2 separate regions of the Anas platyrhynchos genome follow, and region 1 is linked to region 2. Evidence: chromatin contacts called from public Hi-C data. All regions are on one chromosome and are shown on one strand. Each heading gives the region's core, a stretch centred on a gene start, on an enhancer-like site or on the middle of the called end of the contact. The rest is flanking DNA. Distances are from core to core; before and after follow the strand shown. Region 1 has its middle 91 kb from the start of XIRP1. Region 2 holds the start of CSRNP1 (cysteine and serine rich nuclear protein 1).

Region 1 (5,159 bases), core at 1,688-4,187, 160 kb after region 2:
GCCATGGGCATGTGGTCCATACTTGCCTGTACCACAGCAAGTCTCCATCTGCATACAACCAAACGGAAGGAAAAAGCCTTTTACAGCTGGGTAGTAGCTGCTCATCTTGCTGAGGCCACAAAGGGGGAAGCTGGATCACACGATGAATGGCAAAGGTGCCTCCTTCACCAGCTCCACCACAAGCAGCTGTGGCCACAGGAGTTAAAGCCCCCATGGCTCTGATGCTTTACAATATGCCAGACCAAATTACCTGCCGAGGCGAATGGAGCTTGGCTCCACAGAATCACGCTGGGAGCCAGTCCTGATGTATCATCCACGGAGGGCAGCGGGAGAAGGCAGATATTCTTATCTGATCTGAACCAGATTGCACATCTCTGGCAATCCCTGTGGTAATGTATAATCTTGGGCCAAGCCAGGAAACCCGATCCTGTGCTGAGGCCTCCAGCTGTTACTGCACACTATCATAAAAACCTGCTTCATGCACCTGCTTGTATAATCCACTTCCACAGGGGAAACAGCCTTCCTGGCCATCCCCAGAGATCAGTTTTGCCCTGACAAATGAACCTTGCAAGACCTTGTAGTTTTAGCTAATATAGTTAGCATTGGTTTCCTTCTCCTGTAGGTTTGTTAGCATTCTTCCTGCACTGAAAGTATGATCTTTGAGCCTTTGAAGTGTCTTCTCCTTCACTGTTCAGTGGCTGGTGAATCCATGGAGAGACGCAATCCACAAGAAGATGCAGACATGCCTTTCTGCATGGGCACTCAAGGTGACCAAGAAAGTCTTGTAACACTCTGAGCTGGAATAGGAATACAGCCAGGACTGAACACAAGGACCTTTTCCTCTCTCTACTGATTCTCTAGGAACAGACAAGGAGAAACAGCCATCATCTGAAAAAGCAAGAAAACTTCAGGAACACTAGTTACCCAGACCCAAGTGAGAGTCCCTGCGTGGGCTGTAATGACCATGAACACCGCACAGTTCTTCTTAGTGACCGTCCTCATCAGGACAAAATCCGAGCCCCTCTCATCAGGGCAAGCCACAGCAGACTCAAGACCAGAGGCAGATTTCTATCATTCTCTCACCTTTTAATTCTTCCTTTTCCCCCAAATCCATGTGAACATTTCCATTACACACCAGCATAAAAGGGAGTCTGGTACTGTAATTTCCTGTGGAGAGGAAGCTGTAAGTCAATTACCAGCTATCTTTAAGCCAGGAAAAAGACTGAATTCAAGATGAGAGACACCAATAAAGTCCTATAGGGACAGACTCCACAAATGAAAGAATGAACATTTTTGCACAGTTTCTTTTGAAACCACAGAAGAGCAGCGCTGGGCAGGAACAGAGCTTTCTCTGTGATTCACTGGAGGGTTCCAAAACTCCAGAGGAGACATAACCCTCCTCTAATAAATGACAAAGGACCAGCTCCCTGCTCTTTTCACTGGCTGCAGCAAAGTCAAAGCAGATGCGGTGACCCACAGCGAGCGAGGACTTGAGCTCGCTGCAGCAGCCCAGCACGTGGCCAAGGGTCTGGCTGCTCCACATCCCAGCCCTTTCCAAGAGCTGTAGGAAGGCTGTTCCCCAGCAGAGCTTTCAGCTGGTCCGTCTGCTGCAGGTTCTTCTTCTGCCCCCCGCAGTGGGCTGTATTAAGTAAAATATCGGACATCTGCTGTCTGTGGTTGGTTTTCTTTCATCCCCTCCCCAGGCCGAGACCGGCCTGGCAGGAAGTGCAGCTCCCTTGCATTGTTTTGCACCTCCCTCAGGCTAAAAGGTGGGGAGAAGGCCCCCAAGTCACACTCAGCAGCTCCTTTTAGCAACAAATTGTAAATATTTGGGACAAAAGCCTTCTGGATCCACTCAAACGGGGCCTTTGCTAGTGCAGACAAAGACACACACAGCGGCAAGTGTTTCACTTAGCGCTGCGTCCTGGCCCTTTCCGAACCCTCCAGTTACTTACAGGGTTGTGTTTTGACCTGGCACCAAACAAAGTCAATCTATGGACTTTCCCACTGCAGTGAGTGAGTTGGATCAGGCCCAAAATCCCACAGTATCCAAATGTGTGACAAGCGTTATTAACACCTTGTTAGTACCTGGTGCAATGGACTACTCACTTCCCTGCCTGTGGTGCCAAATTGCTCCCGACCCCGAAATCAAACCACGACTCTTGGGATTCCCACACACCATCCCCAAACAGGCAAAAAATATATCATTCCTTTCTGAGAAAAAGACCTGGACACGGCTCCTTACCTGTTACTGGTGGACTATCATGTTGCTGGTTTGTATAACGGGACCAGACCTTTTATAGCCAGGCTTGGGACCTCAGGATATGCCATTCCTACCAACAAGACGGTTTGAGGGAACAAATCCATGTGCATATACCATGCCACTTCAGTAACCAGCTTAAAGCTTACCATAAGTGTCAGCTAACTTCTTGTTTTTCCTCTGGTGAGCTTCTAGACCTACCTTGTGCCTTGTCTGGCCTCTGTCTTCCTTGTTTCCCAGTCCCATTAGCATTAAAAGACATCCCTATACGTGCTGGCAGTGCAGTAAGAGTGCTTCTCATTGCAGTGTAATTGATTTCACTGTCACTGGTGCAGACAGCATAACTGAGGACTGAAACAACTTCAAACTAGCATAATTGATTAAGCAAAGTGACTGAAATTGTTATTAGTACCTGCATGGGTCAGAGATATTAAGACCAAAAAGGCATGGCAAAGCACAAGAACACCAGTTTCCAGCTGTGCTGAAGAATAAGTGGGGGAGGGGGGGGGGGGGGGGGGGGGCGGAGATGTTTTCCTTCATTTTATTTAATCTCTATCTCAGCTTCACAGAACTAGAGAATAATTTGGGTTGGCAGGGACCTCTGGAGGGCTGCAGCTCAATGCCCTGATCAAAGCAGGTCTAGGTTCAAGGTCAGACCTGGTTGTTAGGTCCCTGCTCCATTGAGTATTTGTTATCTCCAAGGTCTGAGACGTCATTTGCTGGGCTCTTCTTCTAGTGCTTCAGTGCTCTCATGAGACAAAGCTTTTTTGTTATGTCCAAAAGGATTTTTTCCTTCTGCAACTGGTGCCCCCTGCCTCTTCTTTTCTTGTGCAACTCTTCACTATAATCCTTTTAGGTAAACATAACATAAACTGCCTCTCTTTCTCTTCTCCATACACCTTGAACAATCCGTTTGACTCAGAGTGAAACACTTTACTTTGGGTTCTGGTAAGAAAAGTATCAATAATGAAAGCTGGCTTTTGGCTATATGGGTTGGTGTCACCTCCTTTTCTAGCTTCTTTCCCCACTTTGTTTTGGAGCTGAAGCTTTTCAGGAATTTGGAGTTGAATGTGTAAATGTTCTCCTGGGTGAACAAAAGTCACATTTCTAATAAAACTCAGTATTCACTAGAAAAATGCACCCAAGGAAAATCATAGGAAGTTGTGTGTCTTTGAAAAAATCTCACCTGTTCTCAGCATCCTTTCCCTCAGCTCTCCTGGGTTTTAAATATTAAAGTAAGGAGCTGTTGGCTTGGATACAGAAATAGCCTAATTCTCTGCCCAAGGTATTTCCCTTCCTGGCTCTCCTCCCCTTCAGCTCAGAGTGATTCTTAAATTCTTTTTATTTTTAATTTTCTAGTATTTGCCTATTTCCACCACCTCCCCCACGTGGCATGATGTCAAATCAGCAGCAAGCAGGCCAGAAGGAATGTATATCCCCATTACTCTCAGCACTACAGTGGAAGCTTTTAAGATGTAGCCAGTAAATTCAGTCTTCTGCAGGGCGACTGCTAAGCAGAAGTCCCTCTTGCTAGAATGTCACCATGTGCTTCACACAACAAGGCAGCCAGCAGGCTCCTGCTGTTACCAACAGATGGCTGGAGGGTCAGCCCTCATGGTGCCAGGGCTTGCTGGATGGTTTTGCTGAGAAACAGGTAGGAAAAAATATTGCTACATGTCTGGGGAGAAAACGCAAGACCAGAGCCAAGGTCAGAGCGCTTTTGAAAGGGTTTGCCACTGTCAGACCAAGTGCAGTTACCTAGACATGAACAGGCACTTTCTAATTGTCATGATTCCTGCTCAGTGTATGTTCCCGTGGGAGTGAGGTGCACAGGCCAGTGTGAAATTTTCCCGTTGGGATATGTTTTTCTTTCATTAATTCCCTCCTGCTGTTATTTCTGTCTTATATCAAAGGCCAGGAGAATTTTGTCTATCCGAGAAAAGAATCAGAGGCACACACAAATCATATGACCCAAGAACCATTTTCCATTCTATTAACCCACTAAGACATACATGAATTATGAGGTAAACACTGTTGTTTCCTTTTTTTTTTTTTTTCCAAAACAAAACAAATACTCACCCTGCATGGGCAATAATACCATCACCGTGTGATTGGATTATCAGAAGGTCACCAGACCCAAGGAACTGGATAGAGCTGTTTTGGGGATATCCACAGAGGTATTCTGGACCCAACTGCTTTGCAGAGGTCTAAACTTTAGCTGGTTTCAAGGAGATAAGCACATGTAGGTCCATGCTCTGCTCCAAGCCCTGAGATTTGATCTTTTCTTATCTCTACTGACCCAAAAATAAAGGTCTTTCTGACAGTTCTTAGCACACCAGCATGATACTTACACCCAGTGAAGATGAATATATACCTTCCTACTTAAAAAGTTCAAGTGTCACATGTGAAAATTGCTTTTAGGAAATGAACTGAACACATGAATATTCTGAACATGGTCATGGAAGGCAAGCTCCAGCAAGAATCATGGGCTTTTGCTGTGGATATCTGGTGCCCTACAACACTTCCCCTATTTCTAGGAATAATGAAATTCTATTTGTTTCATTACAGACCATTGCTTTCTGGCTATTTTAAGCTGTTGTTAATTAGCAATATCTGTTCCAGTTGCCACTATAGGACTAATCTGGTTTCATGTAATTTAGAGCAGACTGAAATGTTTCTGTCTTTATTATTTCTCTCCTATTCCTTCTGCAAACAACAAAAATAAATACTGATCAGCCTGACAGATAAACCAAACCTAACTAAGTTAGATTATTTTGATTAACTAACGTTTATCAGGCATTCAGTGCTTACCCCCATATTCTTGGAGAACAAAGTAGCTTTCCTGAATTATAAAAAGAAAGTGCATTGCGTGATAGGCGAAACTTGGAGCATATGTCTT
Region 2 (5,602 bases), core at 2,554-5,053:
TCCAAGGATGGGATCTCCAGCAGGATGGGAGTCGAACGGGCAAGGCGGGCGGGTGTCATTTCCACTTCGTCCCCTCCTGCGGGGACACCGGGGTGCGGTGGAGCAGCCGAGGTCACGGTGCTGGAGATGAGTCCCTGGGCAGCGACACTGCTCTGGTGCAGCTCACCCCATCCAGGAGCCACTTCTGCTTGATGCCATCTCCCATTTGACATCCGTCCATCCATCCGTCTGTCTGTCTGTCCATCCTCTCCTCCAGGGCCAGCCCTCCCCAAATACAAGCACCCTCCTCTCCACCCCAAAACCTGCCTCTGGGGATGTGCCGGGAAGGGAACATTGCTGCCAGTCTGAAGAGCATCAGGACTTTTACCCAGGGCCAAAAAAAAAAAACAACACCAAACAACATCTTTTTATAAGAGGGTTGCCCAATTTGTAGGATTCCCACAGAAGGGAGCAGAAGGGTGATGCTGCAGGGCGAGGCAGCCCTGATGCTCGGGTCACCTGCAGAGCCGGATTTCCCAGCCAGAGCTCACCAAGCTGTATTTTGGATGGTGCCATCATTTATTTTTTGAAGGGGATTTTACAAAATATATCTTCACGCATCTACCCCCCAAAAAACACCCTCTGGGCGGGGGTTCAGCTGGCAGGTCACAGCTGGTGCCCTCCCCTCCTCGCCCCAGCGCTCGGCGGTGGAATTCGCGCCGTGGGAGCGGTGCCGCCGAAACCGCCAGCCGCAGCCGGGAGATTTGAACCGTGGTGATGCCGCCAGCCTGAGACTTCAGCCCGCACTTGTGCCTAGCACAGAAGTCACAAAAATGTGCACAGCAGCGTGAAAAACAAGGAAAATATCTCTGCTCGGCGGTGCAAATCTCTGCGAGCAGCACGGAGCGCAGGAGGATTTTACCACCTTCTCTCTCTCTCTCTCTTTTTTTTTTTTTTTTACATAACCTGAAATAAAATAATCCTATCTTCCTTTTAGTTGCCAAAAAAGACATTCTGTTCTTGGCTAAGACTTCTTACTCATCTATTTTACTGAAAACAGCTTTTGGAACAAGTACATAATGCAATGGATCAAACCCGCAGGAATTCCTCTCTGGCACCAGAACTCCCACTATCCTGGGAATACTTTCTAACAAATATTTAGCCCAGATGTGCATTCCTTTCTTTCTCTCTCCCTCTCTCCCTCCTTTTTTTTTTTTCAAACATTACATTTTATTTTTTTTTTTTTTTGGGAGGGGGGGTGTCTAATGGGGGCAGGGGAAGGGAAGCGAATCTGCTAAGTCCCATTTCTGGCGGCCAGCGAGTTGCAGGGTAAAGCCCTAATGCGCAGGAATGCGAAGAATTAACGTTTTAACTATCCTCCTCTGGGACAACGTATCAACAGTAAATATTTCGAGTAATTTAGATTTAAGAAGGCTTGGCATTTGTTGAGCCCAGCGAGCAGGAAGGCAACCAAAACCACTATCAGCGGCCACTCGGGCTGGTTCTCAGAGGCTGCACAAAGAGATACCGCGGATAAGGAGGTTCGGCGCCCGATTTTGGGGCCCTATCTGCACTTTTTACAGGGCAGTGCACACTGCCACGCAAGGCAGGCGAAGGAAACCTCTCCCAGAGCACCCTTGCTTGCTCTGCTGCTCCTCAAACCAGCTCCCAGGGTATCATGGCAATATTTGCAATTTCTTCTTTTCAAACCAGGGAATATCCCAAAGGGTGGAAGGATCCCAAATCTGCGCACAAGCTGAAGGCAGACTCTTCCTCCACAAAGCAACTTGTGTTAACAAAAAAAAAAGCAAACAACCAGTGCAATGCACTAAAAGCATGTATTTTCAGAGCCAACCTCCTGGCTCTAGGAGCACCAGCATCCCCAGGCAGCCAGGTGGGCTCATCCCAGTGCATGGGGTCGAGGTCACAGCCCAGCCCCACGAGCTCCACGCCTAGAGCCAGGATAAATATTGGTTTAAGACCCACTTCAGCCAGGTACGACTCACGCAGTAAACCCTGGGGGAGTCTTTTGCCCCCCCTTTTTCCAGGGGTTTGTACGGGTGACCTTGGCATGAGCATCGCCAAAAACTGGCGCGGTGCTGAGCCTTGCGCTGAGCACCCCGAAATCCTCACCCCGAAATCCTCACCGACTCACAGCCTGGCAATGCCTCCAGGCAACTTCGTCACCCCCGTGCTATCGGCACCGACTCACTGCCCGTGCATTTATTTAACTATTTTAATTCCTGCCATATTTACCTCCGTGGCTTCCCAGCTGCCGCTGGGGCAGCCTCCCTGCGGGGTCTCTTCCCAGTTTCGGGGGCTGTCCGGCTCAGCCCAGCTGATTTTCCCCCCTCCAAGGCCGGGTCTAAGGTTTCATAACCTTCCCCTGGTTAAAAATAACCTCTCCTGCCGCTGCACGACCCAGGCGCGGAGGCAGGGATCCGCTCGCGGTGCCACAAGTGCGCTCTCCTGCGGGGCTGGGCGAAACGCCTTCCCCAGGAAGCAGGGCAAAAGAGCTCGCTCCTGCCAATATTTTGGGAAGCTCGCGGAGAAAAAGCTCCGCGGGGTTTGCCACCAAGCCCTTCTTTCTCTTAGGGTAAATAAGAAACATTAGCGAAGGCATTAAAAGGTTATCTGGCACGGCCCGGACCAAGCGGGCTTCAAGATGTACTCGGCGCAGATTGCACCGCAATAAATATGAAAGGAGCGAAGCGTGCTTTGTCTAGGAAAATCCTCTATTTGATTACAGCTGATGAATAATTCACGGCGGGTTTCCATCCTCGTCCTGCCCTCGGTACACGCCGTGCGTTACCTTGCCGGCCGTGTGTACGCCCGCGGGTCCCTGCCTTGAATTATTAAAGGGAGAAACGCTCCGGCACCAAAGCAAGGGGAAGAAAATAATAAAAATATATTTTTAAAAAATGAAAAAAAAAAAAAATAATTAGCTGTGGGACACCGCTTCTCCCTGCACGCCAGCCCCATCCCACGGGGAAAACACGGCGGAGGGGTGACAGGCGCTGGGGGGAGCCAGAAAAGAGGAATTAAAGCGAGGTTTGGGAACTCGAGAGGGTTTTTTTTTCGCTGCTCTTGTTCCTTATTTCCTCCCCAAGGTGCGGTGTGAGAGCTCCCCACCGGGGGTCGGCGGTGAAGGAGCCCCCCGGGGGGGGGCGCCCCGTCCGTCGGTCTGCCCGTCGGTCTGTCGGGGCGCCGGTAGGTGTTGCTGTAGCGACGGGAAAACATCCCCGAGCCGGGGAGTTTGGGGAAAGAGGGAGCCTGCCGGGCTCTCCCCCTCCACCACCGCCACCCCCGGTTTTATTTCACCATCGCCGCGAGCTGGCGGGGGGGGCGCGCTCCCCCCCCAAAAAAAAAAAAAAAAATTAAAAAAATGATTTTTAAATTTTTTTCTTTTTAAGGGGGGCTCAGCAGGGCCTCCCCAAGACTCTCCTCATTCCTCATCCTAACCAAGAGGTCCGGGGAGCTCCGCGATGTGTCCCGGTTGTGTCCCCGATGTGTCCCCCCCCAGCCCGGCTGGGAACGAAGGGGGGGGGGGCACCCAACCAAACCCCGCTCCCCCAAACCCCCCGTGACGGATTCACCCCAAAACCCCTCAATGCCAACCCAAACACCCCACACAACCCAGCCAAACCCTTTTACCTGAGGAGGCGGCGGGTGGCGGCGGCGGCAGCTCCGGCTGCAGTGGCGGTGCCTGGCGCGGCGCCTCCCGCTCTGCCGCTGCCGGGGCTGCGCCGCGCCGCGCTGCCCTTTTTCGTCAGTGGAAAACTCCGGGCTCTGACGCAGGCGGTGACAGGAGCGGGGCCGGCTCGGCCCCGGGCCCGCCCGGTTTCCTGCTTCTCTTCTCTTTCTCCCCCCCCCCCCTCCTCCTCCTCCTCCTCCTCCTTCTTTCCTCCGGTCCCCGGGCGGGGCGCTGAAGCTCGGCTCGGGGTGGCTCCGCCGCCGCCATCCCGCCCGCACCGCCGGGGGCGCTGCCCCTGAGGGGGTGGGGAGGCGATGGGGGAAATAAAGTGGGGTGGTGCGGGGGGTTAAGGCTGTGGTGGGGCTCAAATGGGTTTGGGGGACGCGGGGTGTTCTGAGCCTGCAAGGGGTTGGGGATGCACAACCACTCCGGGACCACAAAATGGGTTTGGGTGCTGCAGAGGATTCAGATCCCACAAGGGTTTGGGGACCCACAACCTCTCTGAGACCCTAAAATGGATTTGGGTGCTTCAGAGGATGCAGATCTCACAAAGAGTCAGGGACCCACAACCACTCAGACCCTAAACTGGGTTTGGATGCCTCAGAGGATTCAGATCCCACAAGGGGTTTGAGACCCACAGGCATGCTGGGACTACAAAATAGGTTTGGATGCCTTGGAGGATTCAGATCCCACAAGGGTTTGAGGACTCACAACCACTCCAGGACCCCAAAATGGGTGCCTCAGAGGATTCAGACCCCACAAGGGGTTGGGGTGCCATAACCACTCTGGGACCCTAAAATGAGCTTGGATGCCTCTGTGCATTCAGGACCCACAAGGGGTTGGGGACCCATAACCACTCGGTGACCCTAAATTAGGATTGGACGCCTCAGAGAATTCAGAATTCACACGGCATTTGGGGACCCACAACCACCCTGTGACCCCAAAATTGGTTTGGACTCCTCAGGGTGTTCAGATCCCACAAGGGATCAGGGACCCACAGGCATACTGGGACCCCCAAATGGCTTTGGATGCTTCAAAATACTCGGACCCCATAAGGGGTTTGGGACCCACAACCACTCAGGGACCCCAGAATGTGTTTGGATGCCTCAGAAGATTCAGATCCCACAAGGGGTTTGAGACCCACAGGCATGCTGGGACTACAAAATAGGTTTGGATGCCTTGGAGGATTCAGATCCCACAAGGGTTTGAGGACTCACAACCACTCCAGGACCCCAAAATGGGTGCCTCAGAGGATTCAGACCCCACAAGGGGTTGGGGTGCCATAACCACTCTGGGACCCTAAAATGAGCTTGGATGCCTCTTGTGTGTTCAGGTCCCACATGAGGTTGGGGACCCATAACCACTCTGTGACCCTAAATTGGGATTGGACGCCTCAGAAAATTCAGAATTCACACGGCATTTGGGGACCCACAACCACCCTGTGACCCCAAAATGGGTTTGGACTCCTCAGGATGTTCAGATCCCACAAGGGATCAGGGACCCACAGGCAAACTGGGACCCCCAAATGGCTTTGGATGCTTCAAGATACTCAGACTCCACAAGGGGTTTGTGACCCACAACCACTCAGGGACCCTAAAATAGGTTTGAATGCCTCAGAGAATTCAGGTCTCACAAGAGCTTGGGGACCCACAACCACTCCAGGACCCTAAAATGAGTTTGGATGCCTCAGAGAATTCAGAATTCACATGGCATTTGGGGACCCACAATCACTCAAGGACCCCAAAATGGGTTTGGATGCCTCAGGGTGTTCAGATCCCACAAGGAGTTGAGGACCCACAACCACTCTGAGACCCAAAAATGTGTTTGGATGCCTCAGTGTTTAGATCCCACAAGGGGCTGGGGACCTACAGCCATGCTGAGACCCCAAAATGGGTTTGGATGCCTCAGAGGATTCAGATCCCACATGGC

What was found. A called contact is a pair of places that touch in the nucleus more often than the background predicts.
Region 1: a Hi-C map of F1 follicle shows a contact between it and region 2, with 3 times the contacts expected there. The contact joins the enhancer-like site here to the promoter of CSRNP1 in region 2. A contact is called at or near these places in 7 of 8 Hi-C or Micro-C datasets (F1 follicle, F5 follicle, liver and 3 more).

Annotation. Positions count from the first base shown.
Region 1 is chr2:154,268,339-154,273,497 of IASCAAS_PekinDuck_T2T, forward strand. No RefSeq gene overlaps it. Among named protein-coding and RNA genes, the nearest start is that of XIRP1, 91 kb to the right of the region's middle. Within about 2 kb of position 2,938, at least 3 of the 8 cell types and tissues checked have an H3K27ac peak or open chromatin away from gene starts, as enhancers often do. A contact at or near this core is called in F1 follicle, F5 follicle and small yellow follicle, where this site is marked.
Region 2 is chr2:154,110,009-154,115,610 of IASCAAS_PekinDuck_T2T, forward strand. It overlaps CSRNP1 (cysteine and serine rich nuclear protein 1), which reads right to left and starts at 3,804. Exons shown (of 5, transcript XM_027450374.3): 1 at 3,634-3,804.